Linked DNA regions of Mus musculus: all the other regions are linked to region 1. Evidence: chromatin contacts called from public HiChIP or PLAC-seq and Micro-C data. All regions are on one chromosome and are shown on one strand. The core of a region is the stretch at or near the end of the contact, and the rest is flanking DNA. Distances in the headings are between cores, read along the strand shown. Region 1 overlaps Stx8 (syntaxin 8). Region 2 overlaps Ntn1 (netrin 1). Region 3 overlaps Stx8 (syntaxin 8).

The links. Hi-C and Micro-C count contacts between places; a contact is called where the count stands out from the background. HiChIP or PLAC-seq counts read pairs in DNA pulled down with a chosen protein or histone mark.
Region 2: an HNF4G HiChIP or PLAC-seq map of pancreatic cancer cells shows a contact between it and region 1. The contact joins two enhancer-like sites. A contact is called at or near these places in 2 of 39 promoter capture datasets (the 3T3-L1 cell line and 3T3-L1-derived adipocytes), 1 of 15 datasets of contacts at CTCF or cohesin (pro-B cells), 8 of 484 Hi-C or Micro-C datasets (the C2C12 cell line, the HL-1 cell line, double positive thymocytes and 2 more) and 4 of 115 datasets of contacts at active chromatin or transcription factors (the HPC-7 cell line, cardiomyocytes, pancreatic cancer cells and 1 more).
Region 3: a Micro-C map of trophoblast stem cells shows a contact between it and region 1, with 2.5 times the contacts expected there. The contact joins two enhancer-like sites. A contact is called at or near these places in 4 of 39 promoter capture datasets (the 3T3-L1 cell line, cranial neural crest, embryonic stem cells and 1 more), 1 of 15 datasets of contacts at CTCF or cohesin (pro-B cells), 8 of 484 Hi-C or Micro-C datasets (the C2C12 cell line, cerebral cortex, embryonic fibroblasts and 3 more) and 3 of 115 datasets of contacts at active chromatin or transcription factors (Th17 cells, double positive thymocytes and thymic regulatory T cells).

The regions. Positions count from the first base shown.
Region 1 is chr11:68,088,682-68,091,399 of GRCm38.p6, reverse strand. All of the region lies in intron 6 of Stx8 (syntaxin 8), which reads right to left. Among named protein-coding and RNA genes, the nearest start is that of Stx8, 120 kb to the right of the region's middle. Within about 2 kb of position 1,364, at least 71 of the 459 cell types and tissues checked have an H3K27ac peak or open chromatin away from gene starts, as enhancers often do. A contact at or near this core is called in the C2C12 cell line, pancreatic cancer cells and trophoblast stem cells, where this site is marked.
Region 2 is chr11:68,211,054-68,213,771 of GRCm38.p6, reverse strand. Ntn1 (netrin 1) reads left to right here. Exons shown (of 7, transcript NM_008744.2): 7 at 438-2,718. The coding sequence ends at 766. Among named protein-coding and RNA genes, the nearest start is that of Mir6406, 8.5 kb to the left of the region's middle. Within about 2 kb of position 1,346, at least 59 of the 459 cell types and tissues checked have an H3K27ac peak or open chromatin away from gene starts, as enhancers often do. A contact at or near this core is called in the C2C12 cell line and pancreatic cancer cells, where this site is marked.
Region 3 is chr11:68,194,616-68,197,333 of GRCm38.p6, reverse strand. The region is part of intron 7 of Stx8 (syntaxin 8); the gene reads right to left. Among named protein-coding and RNA genes, the nearest start is that of Mir6406, 25 kb to the left of the region's middle. Within about 2 kb of position 1,358, at least 48 of the 459 cell types and tissues checked have an H3K27ac peak or open chromatin away from gene starts, as enhancers often do. A contact at or near this core is called in trophoblast stem cells, where this site is marked.

The DNA.
Region 1 (2,718 bases), core at 115-2,614:
TTTAATTTTTAGCATGGAGGCTCCTAACTGCCTGTAATTCTATGCCCAGGGTATCTGATGCTTTCTTTAGACCTCCATGGGCACCAGGTGTGCATGTGGTGCACATACGTGTGTGTGTGTGTGTGTGTGTTTGTATGTATAGTGAAACACCCATACACACATTTAAATAAATAAAAATTCTAAAGTTATTAGTTTAAATTCCTACCTATGGGTTTCCTATTGCAGGGCACCTGGTAGGAACTCCTGCAGTGCTTCTGGAAGCCACCACTCTGGAAGCCACTCCATGGGGATGTCCCCTTGCCTGTTCACACCTTACACATGGTGGGGCGAGGGGAGGCAGTGAGCAGGGGCAGGTTAGGCAGAAAGCAAGGACCCCTGTCATGTTTTCTCCGCACCTCAAACCAGAGCCTTTCATCTGGGTCTGAAATGTGCAACAGAGGCCTGTGCTAAGACCCTTCCCAACTGCCAAACAAATGGACAGGGAGCTCTGTGTACAAAGAGCCAAGAGGTGCAAGAAAGAGCTCAAATAAAGGAACATCCAAGGAATACTCCCAAGACGAAGCCATTAGACACTAAGTCAGTGTCACAAGCTCAGACCTACCAAAAGGCAACAATGTCACACCCTTGACAACACTAAGACAGAACCCTGACTGTTAAAGAAACAAGGAAGGCAGTTACTGTACACTAGGGGCGAGCTTTAGGAAATATGCCCCAGAAGACAGAAAAGGGCATAAAAAGGACGAAACATGTTAGCAAATAAAACTGAGAGGTGGGGGATAAAGAGCTGGGAAGACAGATGAGATAACCATCAAGTAAAAGAAAGAGGACTTTTCTCTGATGTGGTAAACACTGAGTCTTCCTGTAGGAACAACCAAAATGTAAGCATTAGGTATCCGTCGTGGACAGTGTTTATCATCTGCAGAGATTGCGCCTGCGGTTCCTAACATTCAGAATACAGATACAATTCTGCAAGCATTAGGACAGCAGCAAGGGAGGAAACTCCCCAATAAAGGAAGGACACGATCTATCACACAGCATCCAGGAAATACCAGCAAACAATGGGGTAAAGAGATGTGGGGACAAATGACTGTGATCTGGGGGGACTCAGAATCTAGCCACTCGAAGCCTGCATCTGCACTAACCACAGTACCAGCCACTAGGGAGACTGAAGTGAGGTGACAGCTTGAGCCCAGGAGCTGGAGCCACATGGGTGACATAGGAAGGACCTCTATCCAAAACAAAGAAACCATCCTTGAGGGGCTATGGTGTACTCACAAAGAAAGAGACCGCAGGCAACTGCACACGGAGTCAGAGACTACTCGCCCATCTCTGGAATGCAGGGAATGAGGTCATAGAAAAGGCATGAAGCGGGATCAAACTACACAGGTTTGCTAAAGTGCTTAGTGCCTCACAGGATGCAATCACTCACATCTTCTGGCTGTGGCAGGCAGCCTTTGGCCATCGTGCCTCTTAGCCGCCATTCCGTCCCTCCTGGATTTTTATTCTTCCCAGGCTGCACTTGCAGTGAAGTTTGTGGGGTCTGTGGCAGCATCAAAAAAATTGTCTGAGTCGCTAGCTGACTACCCATCTTTAATTTCCATATATTTAAAACCACCAAGAGCTGCCACATTTTCAAACTCCAGCAAGATCACCTGACTACTTTTTTTCCATGGCAGATGCTTTTGTTAGTAACTAGAGCATCGTGTCAGAACACAAAGTGAGTGTCGGCAAGACCAAACAGTAAATACCACATGCTAAACTCATTCCGATTAGCAGAACTATGTGGCGGAGAGACTTTGCCTCACGCTGCACTAATGCTCCCCGTGTGTGGATGGGATCTGTTGGGCCAGCTTCCATTTGCAGATTCCATTTGCGGATTCCATTTGCAGAGAGAGTGACAGAAAACATGATAAACGAACAGTATGTCATAACAAAGAATTACACGGGTGTATGTGTATATACAAATATTTCTGTTTCTATGTCTGTATATGCATGCATAGATTTATATGTTAGAAAGCATATTCTAAATTTTTTGCAAACATACAACATTTATGTCTGAACAACATGTCAGAGACAATATTGTAATATCACTTACAAAGGACATTTATGTACCACACACATACCATTTCCCCACCAAAATATTTTTCAATATTTTCAGTCAGGGGTTGTGGCTCATGCTGATAATCCAAGAACTTAAGGGCAGGATTGCCACCAGTTTGAGGCCGGCCTGGGTTATACAATGAACACCCTGTCCTTCATATTGTTTTCAGATAATGAAGAAATGAATGGGGAGGAGGGGACTCAAGTTGGTTGAGTCATTATATAATAACAGAAGCTATAAATCACAGTAGTCAGTGATACCACAGAGCTTGAATCCAGGGACAGCACAGCCATGAAACTAGGAGCTAATTAACATTTCCATATTGGTTGTGAAATACAAGTAACTCCAATCCACAGTTGAGTCAATTATCACAAAGTGTGTATTTTTTAGTGTCTGTGTAGTACTGAGGACTGCACCCCAGGACCTAGAGCACACAGGACAAGCGTTCTGCCACTCAGCTCCAGGCCCAACCCTAATAATCAGGATGCGGCTATCCCAGTCACATTTTACCTAGGCCAAGAAAGGAGGCTGGAGAAACCCTAATATCATCCTCTCCATCCCACTCCCCCTAATTACTACTTCCTTATCTCTCTCTGAAAAGTAACTCCTATTGTGAC
Region 2 (2,718 bases), core at 97-2,596, 120 kb before region 1:
CCTTTGGAAGTCTAGGCATGTGAGGTGCTCCTCATTTCCAGAGGAGTCAGCCCTGCTGTCATCAAAGCCACCTGCCCTCAGGGGCAAGCAGACTATCTAGAGAGCTAGGGGCATGCTTAATCCATCTACCCCGCTTCCCTGGAGTCTCCCTTATGGATCTCAACATGTTCCAAGAGGCAGTGTTGGGCGGGGGGCACCTTCAACAAAGGCAGGAGCAACACTTCTTGGGATAGGGGCTTTGGCCCAGGTATTAGCTCAGGTTCTGGGATGAGCTTAGCTCACCCATTGCCCGTGGGGAGCCCTTTGCAGTCACTTTCCAGATCCCACTCCAGGTTCTTGTAGGACATCGTGCAGGTCGGGCCCATCCCATCCCAGGACCTGGGCACCTGGCTGCACTTCCCAGCCATGGCCCACACCACTTGTTTGCTTCCTCACAGCTGTCCAGATCCACATCCTGAAGGCCGACAAAGCAGGGGACTGGTGGAAGTTCACCGTGAACATCATCTCCGTGTACAAGCAGGGCACAAGTCGTATTCGCCGTGGTGACCAGAGTTTGTGGATCCGCTCACGAGACATCGCCTGCAAGTGTCCCAAAATCAAGCCCCTCAAGAAGTACTTGCTGTTGGGTAATGCCGAGGACTCACCTGACCAGAGTGGCATCGTGGCAGACAAGAGCAGCCTGGTGATCCAGTGGCGGGACACATGGGCACGGCGGCTGCGCAAGTTCCAGCAACGGGAGAAGAAGGGCAAGTGCAAGAAGGCCTAGCGCGGAGGTGGCGCGGGCTCCAGGAGGGCGGGCAGGGCGCTGGCAAAGGCTGGCAGCCTTGGACTTGGCCGTCAGGGGTTTTTTTGGGAGGGTGGGGGCGGGGCGAAGTCGAAGTGGGGCGGGGCCCTCAGCGGCTCCGCCCCAGCCCCACCCTCACACCCCTGGCTGCGCTCTTATGCGCATGGCAGAAAGCACCCTGTATTGACAGGCCAGGCCCTGGAGAAATGAGGACAAGACATAGCTACCTCACGGCGCTCCTTCCAGAACAGAGATGCGCTTCCCTAGGGCTAGGTGGGGGTCGCCGTGGAGGGGTTAGGGAGGTCCTGAGAGGCGGGAACAGAATGGCACAGTGGTCTACAGTCGCTGTGTTTGATGGTTATTGAAGGGGGATGTAAGAACTGTGAATTTTTGGGCCTGCAGCCTGGGCAGGGGCAACCAATCCACCACCAGACACTAGTCACGCCCCCCTCCTTTCTCCATCACCCGCTGTCTAGGAATTCCCACAGGACTCCAGACTCTGACAACAGGTCCCTATGTTAGAGGGCCCGATGACACTGGGATCAGCCAGCTTTGGTCTCCACTGCCACCTGCTGGGCTGGTCTCCTGGGTGGAGTTCACCATCTGTAGGGAGGGGAGAGTTCTCCTGGGGCCTGCTCTACTCCAGTGGGGCTGGCCCAGGCTCCTGGCCCATCAGAGGGCCTAGGGCCTAAGGACCCTGAAGTCAAGCCGGGTGGTCACTGCCTCTGCTGGAGCTGCCTGTGGAAGGAGGCATTGCAAACCAAAACCTCCCAGAGAGTTTCCTTGCTGGAAACTTGGAAACAGCCCTTTTTATGACATTTTCCAGGGGAGGGGGAGGGGTACTGGCGGGGGTTTAGGGCAGTGACACTATTTGTGTAATGACATCAGCTCCCACAAGGCCTCACAGCAATGTCAACAGCTGGAGAGGGCCTGGTTAAGTCTGGAATGCCAGCGGCTGTCTAGGCAGTTTGAACCAGGCTTGGGGGAAGGGGCTTGCCTGAGTCAGGGTAGGGTCGCTGCTCAGCAAGGTGCCTGGCGTCCAAGCTGGAGGGCAAGGCCAGGAATGGTCAGGTTCTTGGGGTCCAAGCATTCTGTGACTGCTTCCTGCTGCCGCCCTCACTGCTGGCTCCCCAGAAAAGGGACATAGACTCCTTGGTTAAGAAACCCACTCTAGCTCCCAGCTGTCTTGGTCTAGCCTGGGCAGTCTGGTCTATTCCTTTCTGGCTGCCTTCTTTGTGGAGGTCCCCAGGCCCTCCTGTATGCCTAGCTCTCTTTTCTCTTAGAGACTTAATGTCCTCACGCAGGCAGCTCCAAGCTTCCCTTCTGGTTGCTTCCCAGGCCCCTTTAGCCTTTCCCTGCCTCCCTGTACTCGGGCCTCTAGCCTCGCGCCCCGCACACTGGATGAGAGGCCTGGCCCTCTCAGTCAGGAAATTGGTTTCATTTCTCCTGCCCACTTGGCTGCCCTGAAGGGCCATATGAGGGATGAAGCTCAGCCCCTCAGTGACACGGCTCCCTCTGCTTCTCCACTTCTGCCCACATCACCACTGCCACTTACTGAGCACCCTCTTGGTGCCAGGCACTTTACCCATATGCTCCTGGCCTGTTTTCACCACAAACCTGCGAGGCAGGGATTCACTCTTGTCTTCGTGTTCACCAGTAAAAAGACATGTCCACGTGCCCAAGGTCACACCAGCACCGGTACTCAGACTCTGACCTCACCACAGTTGCACATCAGCAGTTAGCCCTCTTGACACTCCCACAGTAGGCGAGGGTTGGGTGGGATAGTGGTTACCACTGAGACCCAGGCAGCTTGTCTCTAGAGAACTCTGAGGATATGAGCCTGGAGTATGGTCTGGGACAGACCCAGCAACACCTCCTGAGGAGGCATCGGGAGTGGCGGGGAATGAGGAATGGACTCCCTAGTGGAAAGCCGC
Region 3 (2,718 bases), core at 109-2,608, 110 kb before region 1:
GAAGCTGAACTGGAAAAGTCTTGGAGGAAGTGGAGGTCAGAGCCAGGGCACAGGCTGAGCCCAGAGGTGTAGCAAGAGAAGGTTAAAAAAAGCCAAAAGGGAACTTACTGCTAGACCCTGGGCAGTTGGGGAGGCATATAGGGAGGAAGTTATGGACTAGGGAGCCTGGAAGTTGTGGCTATTTGGGCATAAAGGGGAATATTACTAATACCGGGGATACTGAGAATGACAACAGGCACACAAGGAGAACAGAAGTCACATGTAAGAATAATAAATAAATACACTAATATACCCATGCCTTTAATCGCAGCACTTAGGAGTGGCAGAAACAGGTGGATCTCCAAAAGTTCAAAGCCAGCCTGGTCTACATAGTGAGTTCCAGGTGAGCTAGGGTTATGTAGCCAAACTTGTCTAAAAATAAATGAAAAAATGTTTACAGTGCCCAAATCCTGCTACTCACACCACAGGGCAACCACTGGTGGGAAGAACAAAGACTTGTACTCCCTAAAGGAGCCCCGTGATGGTAGCTGGCCAGCGGCAGAGCTGGCTTTGGGCAGAAGGCCCACGTCTCTGGGTGGGAGTGTCTTGGAGCTGGGCTCAGCAAGCTGGGGAGTCCCTACGGGAGAGGGCGGGCTGGACTGGTCATTCAGGTCCCTGGAGAATGAAGGTAGCACAGCATGGTGTGGGACATGCAAGTGACAATGTGGCCCCTCAAAGGACCACACAGCAAGGCAAAAATCTGGCTAACATATAGCGCCTGTGCTAGTTTGGGTTCTGACTGAAAACAGAAATGCTGGGATAAACAGTGTCTTCACTTTGTCTCCTTGTTGTGTCAGGCTGGGTAACAATCAGGGCCTTGCCTTTAGACAGCACCATGGTCTGCAGACCATGCAGAGGAAAGAAGGCAGCCTTCAGACACCTTCCTGGTCCTTTTGCCTCTGCAGGCAGACTATCTAGTCCCTCTGCATGCCGCTTCCTCAGGATAATGTGGGACATGTGCACGTTTCCCAGGGCAGCACGTGGTTTTGCCAGGATCTGGGATCTGTCATGCTGTTGCTGCTGATGGCTGGTGACTTTACTTGCAGAAGAGCATCAGCCTCCTGAAGGCACTCGGCGCGCTCCTCCCTCAGACCAGGCTTCAGAAAGGCCAGTGCTACCCAGGCGCGCCTGCGCACGCTACATTTGTGCTGGGGTGACTCTGAGAGCACTGAGGCACCTTGCCCTCTCTTCTGGAGGCCCAGCCCCACCTGGAGCGAAGCTCCGAGTGCTGTCACCACAGAGACCAGGCAGCACTGCTGGCAACGGTAGGGAAAACCCTGGCAACATGGAAATAGAAATAGAAGGGGAGGTGACAGCAGTTCCAGAGACACATCTGGGGGCCAGAGGGAGCAGCAGCTCTCAGCAGGAAATGGGAAGCAATGAGGCCACCTGAAGTGGGGGAGGGGGAAGGAGAACTGGCCTAGAAACAGGAAATTAAAAGGAATTAAGACAGTGAAGGAGGTGGAGCAGAGGAGCTGGAGGGCAGCCTAATAACGGAAGGCAGGCTCTGGACCCAGGGCCCAGCAGTCGCTCAGCATCAGGGAGCTGTGGAGCGGAGGACTAGGCCCCAGGCCCTGGACTGGCCAGCAACAGAGACCCTGTGTGAGTACTCATCTCACTGGCCAGATGTTGGGTCAAAATGAGAGGTGAGACTCGGTCAAGAGGTTCTAACGTGGAACAAGAGCACTGTTGAGAGTGCTCATAGTGCTCGTCCTGCATTGGGGAGGCTGAGGCAGGGGGATTATGAATTTGAGGTTATCCTGGGTTATATGGGAGACTTCATTATGTATTCTTCCGGTGCTACCCTAGGGAGGATTTACTCAGGAGTGTGACGTGTATCCATAATGTTCACTGAGTGTGGACTCTGTGCACAGCTTGCTCTTCACGGATCTGTCAGCCTCATGAGGGCAGCAGGAAACCACGTGCAAGTGGACTCACCTCCCAAAAGAATGCAAACTCTGAAATGCTCATGTTCCCTGAAGGGGGTGAGCAATTCTATGATGGCTGCTTCCTGTACAGAGAGTGCTGAAGCTTCTAGGTCCTATCTGTGTTCCTAAAGTGTTGCTCATTCCCCGGCTCTGAAGGAAGCTCCTCTCAGCACTCACCACCGGTCAACAGCAGAAACCAAGTGCAAATAGATAATCCTTCGCATCGGCAATCAAAAGCAGCACATTAGGAGTTGTCAAGGCAATAATTTAAAGTCAGCTCTCCGGTGCATCAATACTTGCTAAGAAACATCCCCTGGCCGTGCTGTAGGTTACCCCTGGGAATGTGACTCTATCTGGCAGGAATTCAACTGTCTTGGAAAAGCCAGGCAGGAGCACTGTTACGGATATCTTGTTTTGACAATTCCCTCTGGACCGCATGTCAAAGATCTCTGGATGGTTCCAGCCAGGCTATGGATTCACTATAACAAACTCCTTCATTCATCCTGCTTAGACCAGGCTGTGCCACCTGGCACTAATTAGGGACACCTGGCAAGGTGACCCATTGTCACCCATCAGTGGAGAAAAGTGAAGCACCTGGACAGGGTTATGAGCTCTGAGGTGAGTGCATGAGTTCCAGACGCCAGGGCGGCATGTGAGAGGTGGCCTAGTGGCTCTGGCTCGTCACCCTGACCCTGCCTCTGTACGCACAGCTGACATACAATGCTGTCCAGAAGAGGTCACCAGGTAGCTT